Regions from separate parts of the Mus musculus genome. Here region 2 is linked to region 1. The links are chromatin contacts, called in public promoter capture Hi-C maps. All regions are on one chromosome and are shown on one strand. The core of a region is the stretch at or near the end of the contact, and the rest is flanking DNA. Distances in the headings are between cores, read along the strand shown. Region 1 holds the start of Pdgfrl (platelet-derived growth factor receptor-like). Region 2 holds the start of B430010I23Rik (RIKEN cDNA B430010I23 gene).

The links. Capture Hi-C pulls out chosen DNA fragments and counts their contacts.
Region 2: a promoter capture Hi-C map of pancreatic islet shows a contact between it and region 1. The contact joins the promoter of B430010I23Rik here to the promoter of Pdgfrl in region 1. A contact is called at or near these places in 1 of 39 promoter capture datasets (liver), 5 of 115 datasets of contacts at active chromatin or transcription factors (bone marrow-derived macrophages, embryonic stem cells and microglia) and 3 of 9 other capture datasets (adipose tissue, liver and pancreatic islet).

The regions. Positions count from the first base shown.
Region 1 is chr8:40,921,893-40,928,884 of GRCm38.p6, forward strand. Pdgfrl (platelet-derived growth factor receptor-like) reads left to right here and starts at 4,341. Exons shown (of 6, transcript NM_026840.3): 1 at 4,341-4,533. The coding sequence starts at 4,479. It overlaps Slc7a2 (solute carrier family 7 (cationic amino acid transporter, y+ system), member 2), which reads left to right. Exons shown (of 12, transcript NM_007514.3): 12 at 1-178.
Region 2 is chr8:41,013,497-41,020,488 of GRCm38.p6, forward strand. B430010I23Rik (RIKEN cDNA B430010I23 gene) reads left to right here and starts at 4,242. Exons shown (of 3, transcript NR_015457.2): 1 at 4,242-4,324; 2 at 5,962-6,125. It overlaps Mtus1 (mitochondrial tumor suppressor 1), which reads right to left. Exons shown (of 14, transcript NM_001005863.2): 7 at 1,892-1,958.

The DNA.
Region 1 (6,992 bases), core at 3,091-5,590:
GAATGTGTTGTTTGGTAGTGTCGTTTTAAGTGGCAATTGGTGTTCCTTTTTACATGCAAAGTTGGACTCTTTTTCTTTTTTTTAGACTTTGTAAATAAAAACTTTTGCTGCTTTAACTGTTGTAATATATGCTTTATAATGTAACCACGTGTTTTTAAATAAACCTTATTATGACTTACGATGGTTTAGTATGTATATGTATCACACAAAACAAAGGCACGCTTCATACTTACTTAAATTAGGGGAGATTTTGTTTGTCTTTTTCTTCTGAATCTAAGGGCTTTTCAAAACTCAGATAGCTAGGCGTGGTGGCACACACCTTTAATCCCAGCACTCAGGAGGCAAGAGGCAGGCGGATTTCTGAGTTCGAGGCTAGCCTGGTCTACAAAGTGAGTTCCAGGACAGACAGACAGGGCTATACTGAGAAACCCTGTCTCGAAAAACCAAAAAAAAAAACAAAAAACTCAGAACCACAATGCAGTTATTATAATATATAATATAATAACCTTGTTATTATTTTATTATGCTCGGAGGGCCAACACTGTGGCTACCAAGTCTTATGAGTTAGAAGAGAAATATACACAAAACTTTAGTCCTGATACATAACGAAAATAATCAGCTGTTTTTGAAGTATGCCACCGCAAGATCCCACAACTCAGATTCTCATTTCAACTGCTATCACACGGACTAGTCACTTTGGCATTGATCTTCAGAAAGTTCCTCTGTCTGTCTGATCACTAGAAAATACTTGATAAGCAGATATGGAGATGGTTTGGTGGTGGGTAAGAGCACTTCTGTGAAGAGAAGCACCCAAGAAGTAGTTTCCAGCACTCATGTTAAAGCTAGACATGGCCAGATGTGCCTAGAATCCCAGAACTGGAGGTAATGTTCTGGGTGAGGCAGGCAGATCTTAGGAAGTCCCTAATCTATCCTAAATGGTAATCCTGGGTTCCATGAGAGACTATCTCAAAAATAAGGTGAGAAGATAGAAAAGAGCACTCGCATGTTCATCTGCCTTCCAAATGCATGTGCACAGGAGTGTGCCCTTCTATAGCACACATGCACATGCACACAATGTATGTGATAGGAAGAGAGAGTCATTTTGGCCCATGATTTCTAAGGTTTCAATCCATGGTCACTTGGTTCCGTTTCTGGGTCTGCACATCATGGAAGAAAGGTGTGGTAGAGGAAAAGCTGCTACAGGCAGCCTGGAAGCTAAGAGACAGAGCAAGGGGCAGAAACAAGCAAAGACATCCACAATGACCCACTTCCTTAACCAGGCTCCACCTCCTAAGAGCCTGTTCAGCTATGGACTTCTCAATAGATTAACCCCGTTGCTAAAGTCAGTACCCTGGTGATCCAGTCAGTCTCAATAGTACCAATACTTAGAGACGAAACCTTGAGTGCATTAGCATTTGGGGCCATGTAAATATCCAAGAGTAACAGCTTACGATAATTGGTGGTTAGTATGGAAATGAAAAATTTATTAACTTTTTCAGCCTAGTAGATAAACATTTCCCAATAATAAGTCTACCTATTAAAGGGAAGGAAAAGGTCAAAGAGTTTCTTAACATGATCCTAAGACATCTAAAGTATAGGTCTCTTGGGACACCTTGTTTAATTGTGAAGTTCTTTTGTGTAGCTCGCTAGTTCCTACTGAGTCTCCCCCAGGGAGGAGAACAATTGGTTATCAAATAGCCCTGAAAATATACAAGTGACATTATAAAGGCTGAACAAGACACACACACACACACACACTTGTATGTAACAATAATTATTAAATAGGTATCAAGTCTCTTCAGTAAGGCTTTGTTTTGTTTGTGATGGTCCACTATGTTGCCAAGGGTAGCCTTGGACTTGGGCCCAAGAGACCCTATTATTTTCCGCCTCCTGAATAGTTAGTCTGTAGGTGTGTGCCCTTCTGTGTCTAAGGCCTCAAAGTCTGCATTGCTGAGGGATTATGCTACATCTCCATATTTCACAAAGTAACTTAAAGATTTCTCCAAAACACACAAAAATAATCCCATCGGCCCATGTCGTAGTTAGGGTTTTACTGCTGTGAACAGACACCATGACCAAGGGAACTCTTATAAGAACAACATTCAGTTGTGACTGGCTTACAGGTTCAGACGTTCAGTCCATTATCATTAAGGTGGGAACATGGCAACATCCAAGCAGGCATGGAGAGGCAGGTGCTGAGAGATCTACATCTTCATCTGAAGGCTGCTAGTGGAAGACTGACTTCCAGGCAGCTAGGATGAGGGTCTTAAGCCCATGCCCACAGTGACACACCTACTCCAACAAGACCACACCTCCTAAGTGTGCCACTCCCTGGGCCAAGCAAATACAAACCCATTACCTCCATTTGTCTTTTAATGTAGGTCAAAGTAGAGAAGTATTCAAAAACACTGTCCTGCCATTCGAAGCTTTCTAGTAGTAGCTTATAGACACTATGTCAAAACTTTCAGATTTCTTTTCGATGCACTTAAGACAGGAGCAGCCAACTGGAAGACAAAGGCCATCCAGGCAAACTCAAGGCTACCTGTTGTTCCAAATCAAAGAGAAACTGTCATGGTTCGGGGTTCTATTATTCTCTAATCAGTGATTCTCCAAGATGCCAGAGTCTTCCCCAAACTGCTCATGTGTAAGCACCAAGAGTTTCACAGCCCAAGAAAAGTCAGGCTTGCACGACAAATGTTTCTGAAGTGGCTTACATTGACATGAGGGTATGTATATAAACAACTCGTAAGAGGCACTCTTTGGATACACAGGAAAACATGAATCACTGAAACTCTGCAGCAGAGGTAGGAGAGGCAGCGGCAGGCAATCTTAGACCAGAAGTTCCTGCTTTTTAGTTCCCCTGTCATTGGATGGCTTTTGCTGCAAGTATGCAGCCGATAATGGTACGTCTTTATCACCTGATGCTTCCTGGCATTGAAAAGGTCATTTCTTTTTGCCTCATGGAAATTATGTAGCTGGGGTCCTTGTCTTACCCTATGTTACCTTTGATGACTGACTTGGGGAATAGCAAAGATTTTGACATTGCTTCTAAGAACCCCTCAGAGTACGCTGGCAGAAATATGCGCCCAATGGAGTAGAAGCGGCATTAGCAGTAGTTATTTTAAGTAGACATCTTAGTGTTTTCTATGACTAAGATTCTCATTGCTCCTGTTTTGACAAGCACGGGGGCACCCACCTTTAGTTCCAGTACTTGCAGGGTGCAGAGGCAGGTGGATCTCTGTGAGTTAGAGGCCTCTCTATGGTGTGTTCAAGGACAGCAAGGGCAAAGTAGAGAGACCTCAAACAAATAAGAAATGTCTGACTTTAAAAAAATAATAATTTTGTAATCCGTCTTGATTCTATTTAGATGGAAGATTATTTTGAGAAGTTAAATGTCTTTATTTAGGGAACAAGCAAGGAATGCCCAATATTTAGTTTTTTTTTTAAGTTTATTTTTCTAAGCAAATTCTTAATAGTGTGCACTAGTTTGAAGGGATTTTTTTTTAACTAAGTAAGACCAAAAGGAGCAATGAGAATCTTAGTCATAGAAAACACTAAGATGTATAATTAAAATACTATTTAGAAAACAATCCATGGGCAAAAAAATAAAAACCATATAAGAGAAGGACTAACATTTCACTCTGACTTTTGATGGCCCAGGACTGCTAATAATGCTCTTCTCCTCCATTGGGCGCATATTTCCTCCCAGCGTACTCGGAGGGGTTCTTAAAAGGCCTTTCTAGACTTAGGTCCACACTGACAGCCCGCTCTACCGCAACCGGAAGTCCAGTTCTTTCCCCATACTGTTCCCGCTATCTGCTTATCCTCCCGTCTCCTCTCTTCTCTCTGGTTCTCCATTTGTTAAGCTCATACAAGCAGTTGCTGTGAGCCCCTCTGACTGCAGACAGGCAGCCCCGTCCCTCCCCACTATGACAGCTCCTTCACCTGCATAAGATGCGCAGGTTCATCAGGTCCAGGACTAGATGCGCTCTTACCCTGTCTCTGACCAGGCCTAAAAGGAGCAGCCACAACCAACAATATTTTTTAATGCGATAGCAAACCCATTTTTTTTTTTTTTTTTTTTTTTAGTGCAAGTAAGAGAACACCTGGGGACCAAGAGAAACTTAAGACGCACTTTTTTGCTAAGAAGCAAGACCCTACCAGAGAAGGTGGACTGATTCCTGATTCCATCATCTAGGTCACCTTAGGCCTTCCTAGTCATTTGTCTTCCCAGTGCTTGGTAATAGCTCTATCCGTCACCACTCCACCAGGGGGCAGAAGAGATCACATTACACAGGGGAAAAAAATTTTTTTTAATCTTCTTTTTTTTCCCCCAAATTGTGTTTCCCCCAGTGAAACCGAATCCTCCAGCTGTGGTGTCCCAGGCGCCGCCTCCCCTCTGCGCCCCTGCCCTGCCCTGGACAGCCTGTCGCGCCGTCTGCAGTCCTGAACTATTCTGCAGGTCACCAGCCCTGAAGATGAAGTTTTGGCTGCTGCTCGGACTTCTGTTGCTACACGAAGCGCTGGAAGATGGTGAGTGACTCTGGCTTCTGACCGCCTTCGCCCAGTCCGAGATTCTCTCAGCAACTCCTCTAACTTTTGGCCATAGGGATCGTCCCCAGCGCTGGTCACCTTCCGGTGTACCTGGCTCGTCCTAGAAGGGTCCCCTTTCTTCTTTTCCTTTCCCCCATCGCCCTGAAGAACTCCTGTGAAGGCGGCGGTTGCACTGACCGAAAGAGCCTATCAGGACTTCTCTAGCCTTATCAGAAAGCCACAGGCGATCGAACCGATCTACCCCATCTTCCCCAGACGGAGCCTGGTCCAGCCCCCTGTGTCAACGTGTCGGTCTGATGGCGCGCCCGCAGTGGCTCGCTTCCACCTTTATACGACCGATCCTCGCCCTGGACTATTGTAGCCGGTGCCACCTAAGCAAAGAGATTCTTGTGGAAAATTCCCTGTGTGTCTTCCTTCCCCATTACAGTCTTGTTTTGTTTGCTTGTTGTTGTTGTTGTCGTTGCTGTTGTTGTATACCAATCTGAACTAAAATCCTGCTAGATTTGCCTAGGTCTTTTAACAACAACAACAACAAAATGCTGCACTAAACCAATTTAAAAAAAAAAAAAAAAAAACTAGACCGCAGTTATATTTTCCGTATAAATAAGAGGATGGATGGAAACAAAGCCTACTTTTTTTTTTTGTAGCACATAGGAGGGCCTTGCATCATTTAATTTTTTAAATTGCATTTAGTGTGTGTGTGTGTGTGTGTGTGTGTGTGTGTGTGTGTGTGTGTGTGTGTGTGTGTGTGTGTGTTTGGGAGTGTGTATGCTACAGCAGACTTATGAAAATCAAAAGGCACCGTGCAGGGGTGAGCTTCCTCCTTGCGCTATGGTAATGAAAAGGAGCCACTTCACCAACCACTACATCACTTTAAAAAATGTTTATTTGAGATGTGTACCTGCCCTAGGTCCATCCTGTATTGTAGACAGATAACCGTAGGATTAGGCTTTATTACGTGTGTGTGTGTGTTTGTGTGTGTGGTTTTTATACACTATACATTTTTTTAAGTACATATCACTGCTAATTATTTTAATTTAATTAATTATTTTATTTCCTGCATCATTTATTTAATCGTTGCTGTTTGCATAGTACATCTGGCGACCGATCTCAAGGCTTCCTTAAAATTCCTCAGTTACTGCCACAAATGTGCTCCTTAGATTTGGTTGAAAAGTGTCTTGCTGTTATGCAATCCCATGCTGGAGCCGGCTCAACCTGGCTTGGGACTGATCCACTCATCAATCCCGACCCTTCCATCCGGGTTTCCATTCTCTAAAGCTACAGTCCTCTGCCTCGAGTATGCAGACGTTCAAGGTGGTGGTGGCTCATGACACTGTGCACGAGGCTCCTTAAGGACAGACTCTGACTGAGTAAATAAAAAAGTGTAAGCAGAGCCTCTGGGGGAGGGGAACAGCAGTTCCCCTTTGCCCTGAGCTCAGTCTGCACAACACGGTATTAAATCGTTCCTGGCAGGTCCTTGTCTCTGACTGCTAAAATGGTGGGGATGCAGTATTTGGAGTCATTTTTGAATAGAGCAGAAGACGGCCAGACAAAACAACTTCAAACAGTCCATTGGAGTTGGAGTTGGAGGGACTCAAGTTGGAGCCGGTTGGAAAGGCTTGAGATTGACTTCAGCCAACATAGGTCGGAGTTTGTGAAGTACGGCAGACATCTGTCTAAATGAATTAGCATCTATTTAAATAAACTTCTACTCCTACAAGCAATAAGTATTTATGAGACAAAGAGGAATATGGGTCAAATATTTAATAATTAATAATAGGTAAATGTGGGTCTTGCCCTTATACTTACAGACACATATGATATGATATGTGTGTGCATATATATATTTATATGATACATATATGTAATATAATATGCCATTGACAAAATGTTAAACATACTGAAAATTAAACTGACTCCATTAAGTTATTTAACTGTTTTCCTAACCCTTTCAAGAATTTTTGTCATTAGTTTTGAATCCTGATGTAGTGACAGGAAGAGCGCAGGGACAGCCAAAGAGAGCAACTATTCATGCCGTCCTTCCAGTGCTGAGATCTGATTGGCAGGTCAGGTTGCATCCCTCAGCCCCAACTACAGGCACAAGCTGTGACTGTAACTGTCCCTGAGCCTGTCCACTTTGTGATCATATTTGGAAGACAGCCTCAGAGGAAGAGCCTTCGCTGCAAGCATCCACGGAGTAGACATCTGTCCTAAGCAGTGGCATTTGTCTTGCCCAATTCTAAAGTTTTTGAGAAATAATGCTATTTCTCTTTATAATGGGAAGACCTGAAGGACCACACTGTCTACCCATTTCGTGAACTGAAGGCTTGAAAACAGTGAATAAATAGGCCAAGACCCCAGTTAGTGAGGGACTGCTCCCAGGACCCGTTCTGTCCAGTGGTGCACTGCCACGTCCACACTTGAAAGTATAAAACTGC
Region 2 (6,992 bases), core at 2,992-5,491, 92 kb after region 1:
CCTTAAGCAAGCACTGGTCCTTGAGCAAGCCTGTCTGATTCAGTAGTTAACAGAAATGACACCATTTCCCAAGTCCAGTCCTAGGGTGACAAAACAATGTGGACAGGCCACCTGTAACATCCTGACACTTTGACAGCAGCAGGAAAAACACACCAGGCCACGTTCTCCTTATCATGGACAGAGAGGTGAGACGACAAAGGCTGGCTGTTTCCTGACAGGCTGCACAATAACAGCAAGTGTGGTGGACCTCGGCTCCAATTTAAACTGCTTAATGCTGAAGAGGATCACCATTCAATCAGAGTCAATGGGCTCAGTGTCCTCCTCTGTCTTGGTCCTGCCTTCTCTCGGAGAATAGAAACCTGAATCATTAGGCAGGCTCATCTCCACTTCCACTGTGTTCCGATGAACACTGAAACTCACACAAAAATACCTTCTCCCTTGTCTCCTTATTCTGTATCCATTACCGTACTTAAGGCACAGAAACAACTCGAGCTGGTCATTGGGTAACCAAAAGGGAGGCAGCCAGACTGAATTAGAAGTGGAAGGTCTTCATGGTGTCTGGGATCGGGGTCACCCAAGCTGTGCCTTCTGTCCCGGTTCGAAAGAGCTCACCCATCACTGGGCTTCTGTACTTTATCATCTGTCTTAAAATTATTGTTCCACAAGGGTTCGTCCTTTCTGTTACCTGATGCCAGCCAGCACTGGTGGCTTCTCTACTGTTGTGGATCTCAAGGGTTAGCGAGGAATTGGCCTTGACTTCAACTGGCAGGCCAAGGAGTAGGGAAGGGCACAATCTTGCCTCCACATGAACTGGCCCATGACCTTTGTCTTGACTGGGCCAGTGCAGTTGCTGACTAATATTCTTGTCCAGCAAATCAGAATGGCGGTATTTAAACTACAGTCTGGTTCTCAGAGAAAAACAGGATTCTTTGAGAATTAAACGAACAAAACTTATTCTATCTTTAGCTGTTCCCTTTGAAGAACTTATGCTACACATGCTTCTAACACAGCCTATCAGCAAGCAAAGCCAAGGACAAGGCAGGTGACATTTGCTGAACAACTCCAGATCTAGTTGAAGCTAAATCGGGAAGCCAATTCTTAGGGTGAGTGGTCCCCACAGACAGGGCAAGGGGAGGGGGGCACAGCAGACCGATCTCTCCTACAGGTAATCCAGGTAGAAAGGGCAACTGTCTTTGTCCTTCAAATCTAGGGATCCTCAGAGGCACCAAGAACTCAAAAGATCAAACAGCAAGACTTCCTAGAGAATGCTACAGAGCACACCGCTCCTCGAGTTGGTAGACACTCCTCCCCAGCTCATCCCGACTACTTAAGGAGCACAGAGCATGGGTGGCCCTAACAAGCAGTATTCCTTTAATTGTAGACTCACTGTACACTCACAGGTACGCTGTACCACAGCGGGGATGTGTAACGTAATCACTTCTATCAGAGAATAGCTTTTTCTTAACACTCTTTAATATAAAAAGTCGTTCCAGAAAGAAAAAGAAAGAAACAGAGAGAGAGAGAGACAGAGAAAGAGAGACAGATAACAGACAGACAGACAGACAAACATAATTATTCAATGGGAATGCACACAATACAGAAACCATTCTGTCTCTGTCTACTCCATACGAAGCAATGCTTTATGCCTTGGTCATCAGAAAGTGAGTGTTAGCTCACTCAGAGCAGTGCCAGGAATTTTGTGAGCTTGAGGTCACACTGCCAAGATTCAAAAGCAGTGTCGATAGTAAGTGTCTGCACAGATACGAGAGAGGGAGAAAGACCAGCTGTCCGCTGTGTAACTCCAGCCACAGAGCAGGAGGTTAGAGCACATTGCTCAGGTTCAGTAAACTTTACCCAGGGCAGGGGCAGGGGCAGGAAAACAGGCTCTTACCTAGCTCTCCCCGGAGGCTGACAAGTTCTTGAGAGAGGGTTTTGTGTTGCTTCAGTGCTTCCTCCCGCTGCAGAAAACACACACCAAGTTACTAACGTTTTTTGTTTTGTTTTGTTTGTTTGTTTAAAGAGGGTTCCCTTTCAGTAAAGTACACACTTACCACTGCTGGGAAAATGAGACCCAGAGTTGAGAGGCCGAGATACGAATCACTAAGCTAACAGTTTGTGTTGTTAAAAACAAAGCAAAACCCAGATGTCCCTTTGCTGTGAAGGAATTTCATGTTTCAAAAAAGAAAATCTGTATTTTCCCAGGTCCTGTTGAAACTTTCCTTTGAGGAACAAGAGAGGCTATTTAAAAATATTTGCTTTGCGCCATGCACTTACTGGAGATCCATAGACCCTTGAAGCTAATGCATACTGTACTTAAGATGTAATGCACTCTCCCCTCCAAGGGCAATAAGGGCCTAATCAGTTCAAGATAAATATTTAATGTTCTAAACATAGGCATTTAGATAGACTTTGTCCCATGTCCGCAAATAAAAAAGTTTTGTTACAAGGCCAAGCCTATATTCTGAACAAGAGGAAAAAAAAGTTTGCTTTTAAGCTAGGACAAATAAAAAAATTAATCTCTTAAAGATGAAATCAAGTTGATTTCACCCAGCTACACAGCAGTTTCCAAGGACTCTTACATCATGAAGCAACTATAATTCTAAATAGGCTTGAGAGAAGTGAAGTGAAAGAAATCAGGAGGGTGTTTCAGGGTTTAAAGAATAACAAGTATCAGTCTTGCGGTAAGGAATAATTTTCACGTTACCTTCAGGTCTGTAGCAGGCACACATCCACACATACTTATACAAACACAATCATTAGACACAGTTCCTCAAGACGGAGAGTCCCTGGCGCCAGGGTGAAACTAGGAAGTGAGAGAATGTCCAGGCTTTCAGGAAGGGCACTTCCTGAGATGACCTTAGATGTGGGACTCCAGCCGGCATCTGGGTTGCAGTATGGCAGAGAGCACGAGACTGGTCTCTGCAGTCTAGACTTGCTTCTCACTCAAAGCACTTCCCCCTGGTTCCAGACAGGGTCTGCAGTACGTAGTCCCTGACACCCTTCTAGAAAAGCCCTGTAAACAAATACTAATTACCCTTGTTGCTGCACAGGGAGGAGAGAGGCACATTTTGCTGCTAGGGCAGCCCATTTTCCAGCTCCGGTCTCTCCAACTCCCCCACCCCCTGCACTGTCCAAGAAGCGCACAGGTGGCCACGCCTCCCACCCATCCGTCCGTCCGGGTCTGCCTACATTCAAAGCTCCACAGGGAGGAGCGCCATTGGCCCTGGTGGCCTCCCCGCCTGTCCCGCAGGTTACTGCCTCAGACTCCTCTCTCTCCTCTCTGAAGCTGATACTGCAGCTTCTGTCTCTGGCACAAGCAACGGATGATTACTTAAAGCCACAGCCCTTCATTTATGAGAAACGAGAGCCAGACATTATCCTGATCGATTGGCACTTACTTAATATCAGCGGGGGCAGAGGAAACAGAAACGGGACCCTCTCTGCGTGGATAATGGAGTTATTTTTAGATGTGTGAGCCTTTTTACTCCGCTCTCTAATTGAGGTCATTAGATTATCGCACTCACTAATAGAAAAAGGGGGTTTGCTCTTCAGAACCCATATACTAAAGGCATGATGAACCTCATGGTGAAGGGCACCCAGGGGGCCCTGCTGTGATTTAGAACTTTAAATAATATTACAATAGAGTATAGTTCATTGATAATACATGGGTATTGGGGATTACATATATTTGAAATCACCAGTCAGGAATTCCAAATTTCAAAAATAAACGATTGCTTTTGTAATGCAAAAACTAAAGTTTGAGAACAACAAAATAATAACCCACAGATACAATGTTTTTCTCTTTTCTCCCCTTCTTACGGGTCTCATACTTGCTTTCCTTTGCCCCAGTCTCCCAAGTTCTGGGATTACAGGCACGTGCCACTACAGCCTGACTATTCGAGTACTGTCACGTCAAGCCTTAATTTTATTCAAATGCTTTGGATAAATGGCAGAGTCTGTCAGTGGCGTGAGAGAAAAGCGGGGACAGCTCTATTAGACATGAAACTGTGACCACGCTTCAGAGTCCCCTTTCCCACAGCAGCCAAGTTGCAAACAAAAGGGGGTAAAAGGACAAGGAAATCTTACCACTTGCACAAGAAAACGGAAAGGAAGATGGCAAAAGCTGACGCTACTGATGCTTATCTCTAAAGGACTCTGGAAAGCCACACCTCCCTCCCTCCAGAAACACCCGAGGGAGGGGTGGTTAGCTTATTAGTGGACTTCAGGAGGCAACAGATTTCAGTGAGTGTTGACATCTGTCCTAACTCACTTCCCTAAACCACACTCAGCCTTCTCCAGCAAGATCCAGCGTGAGGACATCAAGGTCAGTTGTCACTGTGTCTCAATGGCCGGAAGTGGGGGTGGGGGAAAGCCAGCCCACTCTTCCTTCACAATGGCTTTTTGCCCTTGGTGTCACCTTTGCTTCTAGTCCTGGTTCTTTAGAGCCCAGTACGCAAGCATAGAAGGGGTTTCTTTATACCCTAGAGGGCTGTTATTCAATATTTTCTGTGTATAAACTCCCTTCTCTTTTGAGTATGTTACAAATGACACTGGGACTGAAGGTGGAGCTCAGGTAGCACCCATACATGAGGCGGAATTTCTTCCTCCAGCAAATACAGCATACATACATACGTGTAGCAAGCATGAGTGGGTGCTAGCCTGTGTGCTTGTGTGCGCTCCCATGGACTAGAATTGCCTAGCTCCTGTTTAGCATCCCGAGATCTTCCATCCAAGTCAAAAGCTATCCTTCCCAGAATCCATGCTACCCTCTTGGGATGACGGGCTTTCTTAACCTGACTCATTTTATACACTTTCTGGAAAGCCAACATCCCCTCCCCCCAAATGCCCAGAAGGGACATTTATCTTTCTGAATTATGAGTTATTACTCATATAGCTAAGCACATTTTATATCCTATACCATAATGATATGTAAGAAAATTAAGACATAGCTCCTGCCTTCAAGGAGCCTGGTACTTAGGAGGGCAATGTCCAGGACCAATTCTTTGGTCATCAATCAAAGCAGATGACATCATCTGAGGCGAAGCAGCGCAGGACTATGGGAAACCCGGGGCTTTAATATGATCTACTCAAAAATGCAGACCACAGAGCCCAGACTCCAACAGACATACTATTAGTTTCTGCATGACTGTCTGGGTTGCCTGCCCTTTAAATGTACTTCTTATTTACTCAAGATGATAAAATACATTCTGGCAGTTAGAGACCGATTTTTTTTTCCAGCTGCTTAGATTAGTGTCTCTGTCATAGATGATAAACCATTTATAATCCAGAGAAGAGGTTTATTTGATTATCTTTGTACTATAACATGCAACCCCACCCTCGCCCCACAGACATACACACACAGTGAGACTAGAGAGAAAGGTGGAAATCCACACGAAGATGCTTTCAAACTCATGCATTAAATATATGAAGCGCTTTAAGGAAAAAAAAAAAAAACTCAACAACAACGGGATTCTCCGTAATTTAATTAGGGTCTCTGGGATGCAAGCACTTAGTGGCTGGCTGTCGTCCCGCCAGTGTGCCTGACTTCTGCAGGCTACTGAATGGCATCAGCAACACAGGAACTATTACAGGAAAGAGCTGCAGAGAGTTCATACTTTTATCATTGTGGACACTTCCTTCCCACCCACTCCCTCATCCTGCCTGCTCCCACCCCCACCCCACCCCTTTAAATCTGAGATGTAGACTATTAGCATAATTTAAAACCCTTTGGGGGGGGGAGGTACTAGCCTAGGTTAGATTCTATATGCAAAAAAAAAAAAACCTATCTGGTCTTGTTTTACCTTACCAAGAAATATGCCTAGAGACCCTTTGATGAGGACTCTAGGGTTACTAACAGCAATGCTGGTTAATAGGATCCAAATGTTTCAACAGTGGGTACAAGAGATCTCTGTAAAGGGTTAAGGGGATTTTTAATTGCTCAACTTACCCTTTCCCTTTCAGCTGTTTCCTAACAGTGAGTGCCTTGTACACACTAGGCAACTAGCGAACATTCACTGATGGATTATAAAACAGAGAAGGGGTGGAGAACATCCAACATGGGGATTCTGTGTGCTCTTGTAAGATGTTTCTGCAGTTCCACCCTCGCCCTTCGCTCGTCCACTCAGGTACTGTCTGAATTGTCAACTTCAATTCTTGGGGTGGTTTTACAAGAAGGAACTGGAAGCAGACTCTGCTATCAATGAACTTTCATCGTAAGGAGCCAAAACAGAGGCTGGAGCAATGAGTCAGTGGTTAAGAGCACTGGCTTGCTCTTCCAGAGAACCCTGGGGTCAAGTTCAATTCTCAGCAACTAAGGACAGCTTACAACTGTCTGAAAGTCCAGTACCCTCTCTTCTGGCTTCTGTGGGCACCGCATGTAAGTGGTGCAAAGACATACACGTGACAAACACCTAAAATAATAAAATATGCTATTTCTTTTAAAAGCAGAAGCAAGCACAGAGTGAGGAGTTATCATATAGAAAGGAAGTATAAGATCCTGGAGTCCAGAGGGTGGGTAAAGATAGAGCTAGAAGCCCCCGGGGTCTCCTTAAGGAGGGGGCCCATGGGCTTGATATTCGTTAAGGTCACTGTTACACAGCCATTCTGCTGTGGATTGGAAAGAAACACTCGGGCACTGAAAGCTTGACACCCCAGCATGCTGGTCCTGTTGAGAGACATGGATCATGAGTACGCTAACTTCATCAGTGGATTAGTTTTCTCAAGGTGTCAGAGCTGAATGGGCTGTTAGGAGGTAGAACATGATTGGAAGTGGGGTTTTAAAGGGTACAGTTTGTGTCTGGCCTCTTCCTTTCTCTTTTTCTTTCTCTCTTTGTCTGTCTGTCTCTCTGTCTCTCTGTGTCTCTTTCGGTTTCTCTCTGTTTTATTATCTTGCTGTTTCTCTCTCTCTCTCTCTCTCTCTCTCTCTCTCTCTCTCTCTCACTCTCTCTTGCTCTTGCTCTCTTTCTCTTGTCTATGATGGCGTGAGTCACTAT